Linked DNA regions of Sus scrofa: all the other regions are linked to region 1. Evidence: chromatin contacts called from public Hi-C and HiChIP or PLAC-seq data. All regions are on one chromosome and are shown on one strand. The core of a region is the stretch at or near the end of the contact, and the rest is flanking DNA. Distances in the headings are between cores, read along the strand shown.

Evidence for each region. A called contact is a pair of places that touch in the nucleus more often than the background predicts. HiChIP or PLAC-seq counts read pairs in DNA pulled down with a chosen protein or histone mark.
Region 2: an H3K27ac HiChIP or PLAC-seq map of alveolar macrophages shows a contact between it and region 1. The contact joins the enhancer-like site here to the promoter of ITGB1BP1 in region 1. A contact is called at or near these places in 1 of 5 promoter capture datasets (liver), 10 of 47 Hi-C or Micro-C datasets (alveolar macrophages, embryonic fibroblasts, heart right ventricle and 5 more) and 1 of 2 datasets of contacts at active chromatin or transcription factors (alveolar macrophages).
Region 3: a Hi-C map of embryonic fibroblasts shows a contact between it and region 1, with 1.9 times the contacts expected there. The contact joins the promoter of ASAP2 here to the promoter of ITGB1BP1 in region 1. A contact is called at or near these places in 1 of 5 promoter capture datasets (liver) and 3 of 47 Hi-C or Micro-C datasets (embryonic fibroblasts, heart right ventricle and retroperitoneal adipose tissue).
Region 4: an H3K27ac HiChIP or PLAC-seq map of alveolar macrophages shows a contact between it and region 1. The contact joins the promoter of YWHAQ here to the promoter of ITGB1BP1 in region 1. A contact is called at or near these places in 1 of 5 promoter capture datasets (liver) and 1 of 2 datasets of contacts at active chromatin or transcription factors (alveolar macrophages).

What each region holds. Positions count from the first base shown.
Region 1 is chr3:126,904,163-126,907,318 of Sscrofa11.1, forward strand. It overlaps ITGB1BP1 (integrin beta-1-binding protein 1), which reads left to right and starts at 1,617. Exons shown (of 7, transcript XM_005662751.3): 1 at 1,617-1,748. It overlaps CPSF3 (cleavage and polyadenylation specificity factor subunit 3), which reads right to left and starts at 1,537. Exons shown (of 19, transcript XM_013996349.2): 1 at 1,325-1,537; 2 at 243-318.
Region 2 is chr3:127,136,073-127,139,228 of Sscrofa11.1, forward strand. No RefSeq gene overlaps it. Among named protein-coding and RNA genes, the nearest start is that of ASAP2, 55 kb to the left of the region's middle. Within about 2 kb of position 1,494, at least 10 of the 83 cell types and tissues checked have an H3K27ac peak or open chromatin away from gene starts, as enhancers often do. A contact at or near this core is called in alveolar macrophages, where this site is marked.
Region 3 is chr3:127,081,269-127,084,424 of Sscrofa11.1, forward strand. It overlaps ASAP2 (arf-GAP with SH3 domain, ANK repeat and PH domain-containing protein 2), which reads right to left and starts at 1,679. Exons shown (of 28, transcript XM_021087867.1): 1 at 1,477-1,679. The coding sequence starts at 1,602.
Region 4 is chr3:126,737,298-126,740,453 of Sscrofa11.1, forward strand. YWHAQ (14-3-3 protein theta) reads left to right here and starts at 1,498. Exons shown (of 6, transcript XM_021087862.1): 1 at 1,498-1,652; 2 at 2,048-2,405. The coding sequence starts at 2,112.

The sequences.
Region 1 (3,156 bases), core at 367-2,866:
TAGCCGCAGCCACGAGACTGGCCACAAACTGAGAACTGCTCTGCCTGGAACATCCTTGCGCCCACACTTTAGCTATTTTTAATTCCTCCTCATTCTTTGCCACTCAGCGCACGTATCGCATTTTTCAGGATGCACGCAATGGCATTCTCTTCTCTGCTGGAAACCCCTTTTCCATGCGCTCACGGCCTCCGCGCAATGCCTTTCCACGCCACTATAGCAGTCGCCATTGACGGAGCACGTACCACGGCCTTTACTCCGCAGAGTTAAGTGTTGCTGTATTATTTCCACATGAGGACACGGGTTCAGTGATGTTGTGTCCTAGGAATCGGTAAGAGTATAGAAGGGATTTCAGGTCTGCCTCCAAAGCAATGCTCTGCTCTTACTCCAAACTCTCTCTCCAGGACCTGTCATTTGGCAATTCTCTCCAAAAGGGTGAATTCAGTGAACTCAGCACTCTTACCACATCCCTACTGCCTAGTGTGGTGCTTGGCACGGACTCAGTGTTTGCTGAACACAGGAAGAGAGGACGGGGGTGAACTGAGCAGTGGCTAACTTGTGTTATGTCCCCAGTAGGTGCTCAATGAGTCTGTATCAAATCAATGTATAAAGGAAATACTTTCTAGCTTCTGAAAAAGAGCACACAGGTGCATGTGGTGCTAACTCATATCTAACAATAAACGTCTGTTTGTGGATTCAAACTGCTGACTTATAGGATAAGTTCTCCACATTTATAGTTCCCTTTCTGAGCAGCATTCCAGACCTATAATGTGCTTCTCTAACAGGCCATTTCCAACGAAAGGACAATCAGGGGCTGAGATTTCGTCCTTAACATCTCTGCTTTTTCTCCGTTCCAACTTTTTGCCTCCCCCACTCTCCGAGAATGGAACTCGTAGCAAGGCCCTAGTTTATTCCTTCTTTTACATCTTGGCAAATATTAAGTCCTGGAGCGTGCACTGCTACAGCCGTATCCAGGTCCTCGTCTCATCCGGCCGTCCTCGGCATCACGGGTTCCCTTAGAGCTTGCCACTCCTGGACGTCTAGGGAAGCGCCCAGCGGCCCCAGAGGCATTTCCCCCCCTCCCCAAATTTAACATACTCTGCTCCCCTGAGCCTCACGAGAAAGCAAACTCCCATTCAACCCAGCAGGCCCCTTCCGATCGGCAGTTCTCCAAACCCCTTCAGCCGGAGAGGCTCGGCCGGCAACTGCGGACTAAGGGCAGCCTGCGGAGGCAGGCTGGCGTGGGGGGCGACTGGCGAGGCCAACCATCCGGCCCTCCTCGCCCCACAGCCCCGCGGCTGCATTGCCCCTCTCTCGGGTCCCTTACAGGGGTCGGATCAGCAGCTGGTCACTCTCCTCTGCAGGAATCGCAGACATCTCAGAAGTGTGGAGGCGACGCCAGGAAGAGGAACAGGTCGCGGGAGTCTATCTAAATTGGAAGCCAGAAGGAACCAAAGAAGGAAGAACCTCATTCACCGAGGCCACAACTTCCGGGACCCCGGGAGCCGCGACCGTAGGCTCCTCCCTTCGACTTCCGGTCGGAGACCCGGACTCGCGAGGTTCCTCCCCACCCCGGGCCCGGGAACCTGGGGCCGGGCAGAACTGCGCCTGCGCGAGCCTTCGGAGGCGGGGCCTGGAGGGCGGGGCCAGGGGTCCGGAAGAGCCGGCGCTGGAATCGGAACGGAGGTGGCTGCTGTGGCGCCGGCTCCCCCGGGAGTGGGTGTCTGACCCCGACCGCAGGCGGCGGTGAGGTAAGATCCCGGTCCTCGCCGCGCTCTGGCGAGCCTGGCCGGGAACGCGGGCCCCGAGGGCGGTGCCGGCGGGGAGGCAGATGGGTGGGGTCGCGGTCTCTCCTGGGACCCGCCTTCCCCGGGGTCGGTGTTCTAGGCCCCGAGGCGGCGCGGGAGCCGCGGCAGGAGCTGAGGGGCGAGCCCGGGCCTGCGGAGAAGGCAGTGCCTGGTGCCTGATATCTGTCTTGGGCGGGACCGCCGCTCCGGTGACGACGGATGTGGTCTGTGGATGGGTCCTGTCGGAAAGGGGGACGGGGTGGGAGCATCCCCGGGGCTGCTCCCGGTGTCAGGCTCTGGTTTCAGACGTGGTGAAGAGTGCTCACTTTTTGTGCGGGCTCCTGTTGGTGTCTCCCCCCGTTGGGGCTTCAGCCCTTTTTCCGAACCACCGCCCGGGGCCGGCGTTGGTCTGTTTTGTTTACTGTTGTCCTGCGCATCAGCACGTGGCAAGCGCTCACAACAGTGAGGAAGGAGTACGTGGGGAAGCAGGAGGGGGTCTAGAAAGAGTTTTGAAGCCACCTCTACCAAGGTTCCAAACTTAGCCTTACCCGTTATTAGTGGCCATGGGCGCACTTTGAGCTTTAGCTGCCTCATTTGAAAGAGGCTGTCATACTGCAGCCTTGCTGGTCCGTGGAGAGGCTCAGAGGATATAGCACCCAGCACTGGACAGGGCACCATAGGCACTTAGTGTGGGAGTTGTCATCTGAGTGACAAGATGCTCTCCGGTTTATTAAGCTTGTCCCCTGCCAGGCTGTGCCAGGCATTGGGTATTCAGAGATGAAGGACCTAGCGTTTGAGGAGCTCACAGTTCAGAGTGAGATAGTTACAAGTAGACAATAACCGACTCATGCTAAGATTGAGATATCTAAGGAGTTCCCGTTGTGGCGCAGCGGAAATGAATCCGAGTGGGAACTGTGAGGTTGTCAGTTTGATCCCTGGCCTCGCTCAGTGGGTTAAGGATCCGGTGTTGCTGTGAGCTGTGGCGTAGGTTGCAGATGCAGCTCGGATCTAGTGTTGCTGTGGCTGTGGCGTAGGCCAATGGCTACAGCTCCAATTAGACTCCTAGCCTGGGAACCTCCATATGCTGCAGGTTTGGCCCTAAAAGGACAAAAAGACCAAAGAAAAAAAAATTGGGATATCTAAGCGCCCATCCCTTAGCCCAACCTGGAGGTCCCAGGGAGCCTTTCTAGAGGAGAAGAAGCCTGAATTGAGTCTTTTTTTTTTTTTTTTTTTTTTTTTTGCTGCACTCACAGCATATGGAAATTCCTGGGCCAGGGATCACACCCAAGCCAAAGCCTCCACCTATTGCACAGCTACCGCAATGCCGGCTCCTTACCCCAGTGCAGTGGGAACTCCCTGAACTGAGTCTTGG
Region 2 (3,156 bases), core at 244-2,743, 230 kb after region 1:
CTGAGGAAGGGGAGCGCTGTGCGCTGGGGAAGGACACACAGGCCTGGAGCACAGACGTGTGGACTGGACCCTGTGTTTTTTGGTTTGTGTTTTTTGTTTGGTTTTTTTAACATTTAACTTTTCAAATAATTAGATTCACAGGAAGTTGTAAAAAAAAAATATGTACAATTAGGCCTTCATCCAGTTCCACTCAGTGGTCCTATCTCGTATCAAATCCAGGAGCTGCCCCCCTGAGCCTGCTCAGCCCTCCCCGGTTTAATACCGTGTGTGGACAGTTCTGTGCAATTCTATGATGCGTGCAGAGTTGTGTACCCAGCACCCCCGAGCATGTGTGTGTTCTCATTGATTTCATGTCTGTGTTCGCAGTGGCTCTCAGGGGCATCTTTGACAGACACACCTCAGGAATCTCACCCACGTCCGCACTGACAGACACCGAAGGCCATGGGCTTGGAGGAGACGCTGCCGCGCGGGGAGGGAGGAGGTAGGAGCCGAATACCAGCTGGAGGAAGAGGCTTGGCTCTGGCTCCTGGGAGAGGCCTCCTGAAAGAGAAATTCCTGGGAGAGGAAGAGGCCCCGGCTCCCCTCGAGGGCACCACGTGGCCGGCAGCCACCTGCTCTTGTCTTAGCCCTCGGCTCCCCAGCTTTCCAGACCTGCTTCTTCATCCCCAAATCATCAGCCCACGTGGTGGTCCCCCTGCGATGCTCTCCAGAAGCAATTTGCCTCTGGAATGTTCTGTGGAACCGGGTGTACCATATTTGGGCTTTTGGAAAAATGTCAGCCTGTTTGATACTATGTCAACAGCAGCCAATACTGTAACCAAGGCTGAGGGGACCTGGATGTCACTGTGGGGAGGCTAGACACCGGGGTCACATTCACCCTCGCACTCAGCTGTTTGGGGTTAGATGCCACCGGCTTGGCGCTTTTTCCAGTAAGAAGCCCAGCCCCGGCTGAGTCTCCTGAAAGCTTTAGCAAGCCAACTCCTACTTAAGGAAGGAGGATATTTTTTCCCCAGGGAGGAGGGAGGTGCCAGTATCAATTTCATGGTCTCCCTATATTTTTATTCTGTCATTTGCACGTTAATTTTTCCAGCCATGAAGTCTGAATTTTGCAGATTCAGCTCATCACAGCCTCAGACACACGCCCAACGGAACGCTCCCGATGGCGCTGCGCGGCGGGGCCTGAGTGGTGCAGTGGCGCCATCTCCTGGTTCGTTTGAGTTCTGCACCCTGAGGAAGATAAATGCTGATCCATCACCTTCCACCGGTACACAGTTCAGCCAACCTCAGAGGCTCCCAGCTCTGGGCAAGTCCAGTGTGAGGGAAGGCGGTGTGGACCTGGGAGATATGGGCCAACGTTTATGGTCCCTACTGTTGGTGTATCGGGAGATAGTCTAGCTGGGACCGGGGAGAATGGACCCAGTCCCTGTCAACAGAGAGCTTACAGGCGGGCACGTCCAGAGCCAAGACAATGATGACAAGTGCTGGAGATGCCGGGAGGCACAGTTCTGGCTCTGCCCCTGCCAGCTGTGGGGCCTTAAGCCACTTAAGCTCTTTGAGACTCAGCTTTTTTGTATGTAAACAGGAAAACGAGGCTAATGATTAGTTCCTGGTGTGGTTGTTTTAAAGACACACTTAAGGTGACATGTAAGGTACATAACAGAGGTTCATGAAAAGGGAGATAATTATACTTCTTATGGATGAAATAGCTGCTCAAAGAAGGGAGTACTGGGAAGTGGGGGTCACGACGTGAAGACACGTTTCAGCTGTGCTTTGAAAGATGCGTGGGAGTTTTCCGATCAGACACAGGGGGAAGGCTTTCTATGTGGGTGAAGGGTGTGTACAGAGGCGCAGTAAGAGGAAGTGCCGTGGTGCATTTGGGAAACGGCACATACTTTGGTTTGAGCTCAGCCCAAGGGGGAGAGCAGGTGGAAGCGAAAGTGGGCAGGTCAGCCCCATCAGAACCTCTGGAGTGGGTTGTGAAAATCTCTTTTCATGAAATGATTCCCTGGGGATTCTGAGGCAGCCTGCCAAAGGTCCAATATCTGAAAGCCGGCACTGTACCAAGCAGTCTACATAATTCTCTCTCATCTGCACCACAACCTGACAAAGTGGACATTATACGCAGCAGAAGGCTGAGGCTCAGAGGGGTTAAGCGACTTGCCCAAGATCACACAGTGAACGTGAGCTGAGATTCAATCCCTGCTCATTTTGACTCCAAATCCCATATATGCCCAGAGTGCTCAGGAAAAGCAGAGTGCACACTCTTCAGGGCTGGGCTGACACAGGGGCTGGGGTCCTGTCTTTCTGAGGTCTGTGCTGTCAGGATTTGAGAGCAGTCAGCTTCTGCTCCAGGGAGCCCCATTCTGCAGACCAGATTCTTATGCTGGGTGCATGCAGTTAGATTTTCCTGGTTAAATTCCTACTGGAAGGAATAGAGCCCTGCTTTTTCTTCTCTGGAATTTGCCAGAGATCGTTTTGTGAGTGCACAGGGAAAGTTTTTTAAAAAATGCAAAACAATCTTAAACTTACAGAAAGGCTTCAGCTCAAATGACACATTTTCGTTTGAGTGTAAGTTGCCATGATGCTCCATCACCCGCAAATATCTCAGCATATTTCCTGCAAATAAGGACTTCCTCCTATCCGGCCATAATGCAGCCGCCGCTCCCAACAGACGCTGGATGCGATGCTTTGGTCGCTGGCATTCACGTCCCGTCAGCCATCCCGGGGATGGCTTTGTCGTAAAAGGATCTGGTTCAGGTTCACGTTGGCATTTGGTGGTGGGCCTCCTTGGTCTCTGACAACCTGGAGCCATCCCTCAGCCTTGGCACTTGGATGATTAAGGGCCAGTTTGTCCACAGACTGTCCCTCCGTGTGGATGTGGCTGCTGTTCCCTTGGGATTGGATTCAGGTTAAAAGTCTTGGGCAGCAATAACCCGGAGTGCTACTTAGGTGGCACCTGATTTCAATTAGTGCCATTCATGATGACACTCACGGTATCATGGGGTTACAGTGGTGACGGCCGGGCTTCCCCCTGTAACGTGACCTTTGCAGTGAACAGATATTGGGGGGGCGGTGATATGTTGAAACTCTGTGAATGTCCCGTCCGTCGTCTCCTGTGTTCATCTCTATACCCTGCTTGCTCAGTGGGTTAGACCC
Region 3 (3,156 bases), core at 429-2,928, 180 kb after region 1:
ACACCGCGAACATTTTCCTCTTGCTTTTCAAGCAGCACTCCCGAAAAAACTTCTGAACGCTCATGCCCATCTGCCTCATTGGAAGGCATCCTTTTTAAGCCTTGCTGATACAAGAGAATTGAGCGATGTGGGATCACAGACGCGCACTACAAACGGTTTACAGGCAGCTCTCTTCCACCCAAAAAAGAAAAAGAAAAAAAAAGGGGGGGGAGGCAGAGGATGCCCTAGCCATACTTAAAACATTCAGAATGCTGAATCTGCTACTTTTGATTTAGCCTCCTATTGACTGTTTATGTCTACAAAGAAAAAAATTTCCATTGAGGGAAAACATTCTGGATTTTTTTTCCCCAAGCAATTCCTAACAGCAGCTGCTTTGTTCAAGTGGGCAAAAAAATGAGTGCCCTGGCTTAATTGAAGGCGCTCTGGTGACCTCCCTCCCTCACGCCATCCCAGTCATCTTCTTCTAAAATACCTAGTGTGCCCCATTTTAAGAATGTAACTGGACATGCTGGCCAGGCCAGACTGAATCATCTATTCAATGCAGGCACGTGACATAAACCAGTCACCTATTATCAGCCAAGCGCTTGACCGCAATGACCCTTCCAACCACCCCCGAGAGGATGCTAGTCCCATTCGACAGGTGAGGAAAATGAAGGCAGAGGGCTGGGCTCTCAAACTCGGACCCTCGGTCACAGGCTGCTTCGACTGTCCCCAAGCTTGCTGGTTCCTAAGTGCTCTCTCCGCAGGATGTGGAGGGCTTACTAGTTTAACCCTAGACGATGACTTTGCACCTTGACCAAAATCGGGCCTTTTCCAGGCTGGTGGCGAAGGGGGGCGTCCAGGGGCGCGAGCAGGTGAGACCCGCGTCCCTGGGGGGAGGGAGGCTAGCAAAGGCCTGGGGATCGGAAGCCGGGCTCCCCGGGCTCGCGCCGGGCGCGCTGCGGGGTGGCTCAGGCCTTCCCGGCGAAGGTGAGCACACCTTTCTCGGGCAGCCAGGGTCCCCCGGATCCACCCGAGCGTCGGCCGGAGCGGGGCCCAGGGCAGCGCCCAGGAGGCGCCGGGCAGGCGCACTTGGACAAGTTGGGAGGTGGGCGCCGGGGGACCGCGGGCAGCCGACGACCCCGGCCGCGGCGGACGAGCGGACCCCGCTCACCGCCCGCGTCGACTCCCGGGCCAAAGTTGGCGGCGCGGAGGGGCGAGGGGGCCGCCGGGGCCCGAGAGGGAACCGAGGGAGGGAGGGGTCCACAAAAGGCCCGAGGTAGCCAGCCCGCCCGCCGCCGTCCCCTCCGAGCCACCTCCACGGAACAAAGGGCTTCTGTTTCGGCTGCGTCCGCCCGGCCGCGTCCGGATTCCGAGGAACAGAAACTTTTCCCGGGATGCGGGAGCGGGGGCCCGGGGCGGGGGCGGGCTGGCGGGGCGGGCGCGGCGCTACCTGCGGCCGGAGCCGCCCGGCGAGGCCCGCGCGGCGCCGCTCACCTCCTCGATGGCGGCCACGGTGTTCCGGCACTGCGCCGTGCGCGTGGTGAAGCTCGAGGCCGTGGGCGCCTTGTAGTCCTCATGGGTCTCGGCCACGAATTCCGACACGGAGATCTGGTCCGGCATCGCCTCGACGCGCGGGCGGCCGGCCGCGGGGGAGCCGCCGCCTCAGCCGCCGCGCGGGCTCCCACCCGCCGCTCGGACGCCGCCGCCGCCGCCCTCGCCGCGCCCGCAGCTCGCCCGGCCCGCGGACAAAGGGAAGCGCCGGGGCGCGGGCCGCCGCCGCCGCCGCCGCGGGAGACGCACGAGCTGCCGCAGGGCGCAGGTCGGCCGCCCGCGGGGCCGGGCGGCGGGAGCAGGGGCCGCGCGCGCAGCCCCGCGCAGCTCGGGTCCGGCCCGTCCGCCCGCCGCGCCGAGGGCTCCGCCGCCGCCGCCTGCGCTCCCGAGCGAGCCCCGAGGCGGACGCGCACAGCCGGCGGGAAGTGCCCGCCACCCAGCCGCGGGCCCCGAGCGACTCCCGCGGAGAGGGGCGGGTCCGGGCCGGGGGCGGCGGCCGGCCGGGCGCGGGGCGGGGCGGTGCTGAGGGCCGGGCCGCCAATCCGCGCGCTCGCCGCCGCCGCCGCCGCCGCCGGGAAGCTGGGGCTGCAGGAAGGAAGGAAGGAGGCGCGCGCCCCGGCCCACCGAGCCGCTCGCCCGCCCGCCGCCGCGCGCCGCATTGTCTCGGCGTTCGGGCGCCCGCCGCGCGTCGGGGTTCGGGGTCGCGCCCCGCCGGGCCCGCGGAGCAGACGGGCCCGCATCCGACCCTGAGGGGACCCGCCCCGCCCTGGCCTGGACTCCCACCCGGGCTCCCGAGCGCGTGCCCGGCGGCGGCGGCGGCGCGCGCCCCCTCCCGGGCCGAGCCCGCGTCCGCCCCTCTCGTCCCTACCCCACCCCGGGCCTGGAGCCCTTCTGGGTGTCCCCCCGAAACCGCCGGGGATACCCGTCCAGGCGCGGGCGAACGTGTGAGCAGCTCGCCCCCTGCAGGACGCTGGGCTCGGCCGGGCAGATGCCTCCCGCCAGTTTGGGGTTCGGCAGGACAGGAACGAGAAATGACCACAGTGCTCTGGGGCGCTACGTATTGCCCCCCCCGCCACCCCCCCATTGTCACAACCTGTCAGGCGGGTAAAGAGAGGGCTATTGATTTTACACGGAAGACAAGCGGTGCTCCCGAGAGTACATGATTGAATGACCCGGTAGGGGTTCAAATCCATGTCCTCCTGGGGTGGCAGTCTGGGCGCTTCCAAGTACTTACAGGACCCCTGGTTAATGTCCCAGTCGTGTCTCCTTATCTCTTCCTGACAATCCTCCGTCCTTCTTGGTTAGTTGGAAATAGCTTTGGGGTACCAGGCCAGGACCCACTGTGGGAAGATAATAACCCTGAAGTGATACCCTGAAGGAAGTGGAGGGTACCCAGGCAGTGTGTGAGAGAAGCAGCAAGAACGTGCAGCAGAAGGGGGCAAAGCTCATCCATCCATAACTGATCCGGTAAAGAGTTTGCATCAGCACAGATTTTCATTGCACAGCTCTTAAGGAAACTCTCCCGGTTGTTTTTTAAAAATCTAGAAGCTCTGAAGACACTGGTCAAATAAAATCACACCCCATAACTCTACACCAGGCATGTGGCATGGTGTCTGTGGCTGC
Region 4 (3,156 bases), core at 248-2,747, 170 kb before region 1:
CGGCCATAAACACTCATCCGTCTACAGCCCAGCCCCGGGGATCCAGCCCCGGGGATTCCAGAAATAACAGCAGGGCTCTCCACTAAAATGCTGAAACATAGTAAGGTATTTCTGCTTTAAGACACACACAAGCTCTTTCCAGCCCAGGCCTCTCCTGTCGGTCAAAGCACAAAGCAACCTTTGCGAGTCAGGACTGGGAGGGGCAGCTGGGAGGGAGTTTAGATTTCTGGAAAGTCCAAACCTTCTCCGGCCATCTGTTGGCCCTCAGATCTTCCATTCTAGAGTCTTCAAGTCTGTTCCAGGCTCTACTTGGAATCTGAAATTCTTTCTCAGCAGTGGCTTTCTTCACTTTCAATGATCCATTTTCCCTGTGTTGGGCTGGACCTGGAATCATGGTAGCCTGAGCCCAGACACTCAGGACAGCACCTTATTCAGGGAGTGCCAGGAGAGAAGGGAGTGGCTGGAGGGGAGTGCCCAGTTTGAAGCGAAAGGAAAGGGATAGCCATGACCCTGGATAAAAGGCATTTGGGCAGATCATTCTCATGCCAGAAGGGTGTTCACAAGGAGAAAGTCAGAAGTCAACATCTAGAGAGGGAAGTTGAGCTTTGCAAGCGTCCTTTCAAAATTAATACCAGAAAATAAAAAGCATGTACATGTAAGACCACAATGATGGGAAAAATATGAATTTAGACACATGACCTGGGAATGCTGAAAAGAAATATAAAAACAGTTGGGGGAAGAGTGTGTTTCTTCAGATTATCCTTAATCATGTCATTTCCCATTTTAAAGAAAATCGCAACATCTGGCATCGCCAGAGAGACCTGTCTGGACTTTTTTTTTGGTATTTTCCAAGGGAACTTCAGGGTTTAGGTACCCGTCTGAAAATGAATTTCTCGTGTAAGACCCTTGCTTAAGCCGCTTTCTCCAGAAACGAATTCCTCTTTAATGGGGATGGGATTATATCTAATTCGCAGTCCCCATCGCAACGTCATTAAAGGCTGGGTTCTGTGTACTGAGCTTCAAACGTTTGTCACGAATAGGAAGGTGGAGGAAAGAAAGGCATTTGTGCAACAAACAGCCGATGGTATCACCCTCCCAGGCCCGACCTCACCGGGGCTCAGGAGAGCCGCAGCTGCATTAATTAGCCCACAAGATGCAATGCCCCATCTGCAGCGGTGCTGCAGCAGGAGACCCGGCCACTGCAGGAGAGGTCGTGCGAACCGCCCGCTCCCGTGCCGCACCCACGAGGGCTGGGGGTGGCGGGGAGGATGAGGGGAGTTGGTAACAGCATCGCCATGGCAACAGTGACGTCCTTTTACCCTGGATCTAATTGGAGGAAACCCCGTGGCCGAAGCCGCAGCCTGCGAGCCAACCGAACTTGCCCAAGCCGACCCACCCTCCTAGCCTCCGCTTCCCCTCCCGCCCCGCCCCCTTCGCCCCCTTCCGCGCGCTCAGTGCTCATTGGCCAGAGGCGGAGCGGGAGGCGGGACCCTAGGGGACCTCTCGGCGCGCCATTGGGCGGCGGGAGCGAGGGCAGCCGCGCGGCGGCCCGCCTCTCGGCTCCGAGGTAGGCTGAGACGGGAGGGTCCTCGGCTAAAGCCAAAAGCCGATCAAAGTGGTGGGACTCGCGCCGCGGCCGCGGAGACGTGAAGGTGAGCGCCAGGGTCGCCCCCGGCCTTCCTCGGGCCTGGCCGGGCCTGAGAGCCGGGCGGGAGGCCAGCCCCGGGGGGAGCGGCCGCTGGCCTCGACGCCGCTCTCCTCAGGGGCGGCTCCGGCGGGAAGGTGCGGGCCAACGGCCGCTTCCATCTTGGGCCGGGCGGGCGCGGGAGCGGCCCTTCCTCCTCCTCCTCCTTCTCCCGCCCGGGGCCGCCTGGGCGGGCGCCCCCCGGGCCTCCCGGGCGCCCCGTGGGGAGCGTGGGCGGGGGAGGGAAATTCAACTGGGCCGCGCGTGCGGGGACAGACAAAAGGCGCCGCGGGCGGGCGGCCGGGCGGCGGGCGCATTGTCTGACGGCGCCGCCCCCGCCCTCCTGCCCCCGCCCTCCCGCAGGCCCGCCGCACGCCTGCTCGCTGTCCGGGTCGGTGCTCGCCCTCGCTGCCCTGTCCCCGGCCCCATGGAGAAGACGGAGCTGATCCAGAAGGCGAAGCTGGCCGAGCAGGCCGAGCGCTACGACGACATGGCCACCTGCATGAAGGCCGTGACGGAGCAGGGCGCCGAGCTGTCCAACGAGGAGCGCAACCTGCTCTCGGTGGCCTACAAGAACGTGGTCGGGGGCCGCAGGTCCGCCTGGAGGGTCATCTCGAGCATCGAGCAGAAGACCGACACCTCCGACAAGAAGTTGCAGCTGATTAAGGACTATCGGGAGAAAGTGGAGTCCGAGCTGCGGTCCATCTGCACCACGGTCCTGGTGAGTGTGCGACCCTCCGGGGGCGGGAGGCCGGGCGGCGGGAGCCGGGGAGCCGTGCGTCCCGGGGCGCCGGGGCCCCTTTGTGTAAGGCCCTCCCTTGAGAATTTCACGGGGACCGAGTCGGGCCGGGCCTTTCCCGATTGTCTGCCGACGTCGAGGGTTTGAGGAGGTTATAGCCTTGGCCTGCTCGCTGTGTTATTTCAGTTCTTGAGATCCAGAAGCTGCTTCTCCCCGCCCCAGTGGTAAGTAGGTTTTTCTTAGATGCTGGGTTGCTTCCCCACCATTGTAACTTTGAAACACGCGAGTGGGTTTGTACAAGACTGAGCATCGTGTTCAAGCTTACAGAGGAAACCTGGGAACCCTTTAAATGTAGTTAATCAATTCATAGGCGTCAGGCTTCCTTTGAAAGAAGGTGCCGGGCTCCTGTTCGATACGTGTGTGAGCAAGGCTTGGTTTTCTTTCCAAACCTAGTCGTGGAACTTTACGAAAATCTGAATGGGTGCTTCATTTTTCAAGCAAGAGTATCTGTTGAGCTTTTTCCTTGTTAAAAACGGGGAAAGGGGGGAATTTGGTAAAAGTGAAAAGAGCACCGCTAAATCGAATGTCCTGCCAAATTTCAGTACCTGACAGCGTTTCCTTGCTATGACATAGCTACGCTGAAACACGAATGTGTTGAAGTGAATTCGTATCTGGTGTGGAGGAGGCAAGGAGGACTTTGCAGGTTTTGAACTGTCCAGTCTTAGCGTGGGTG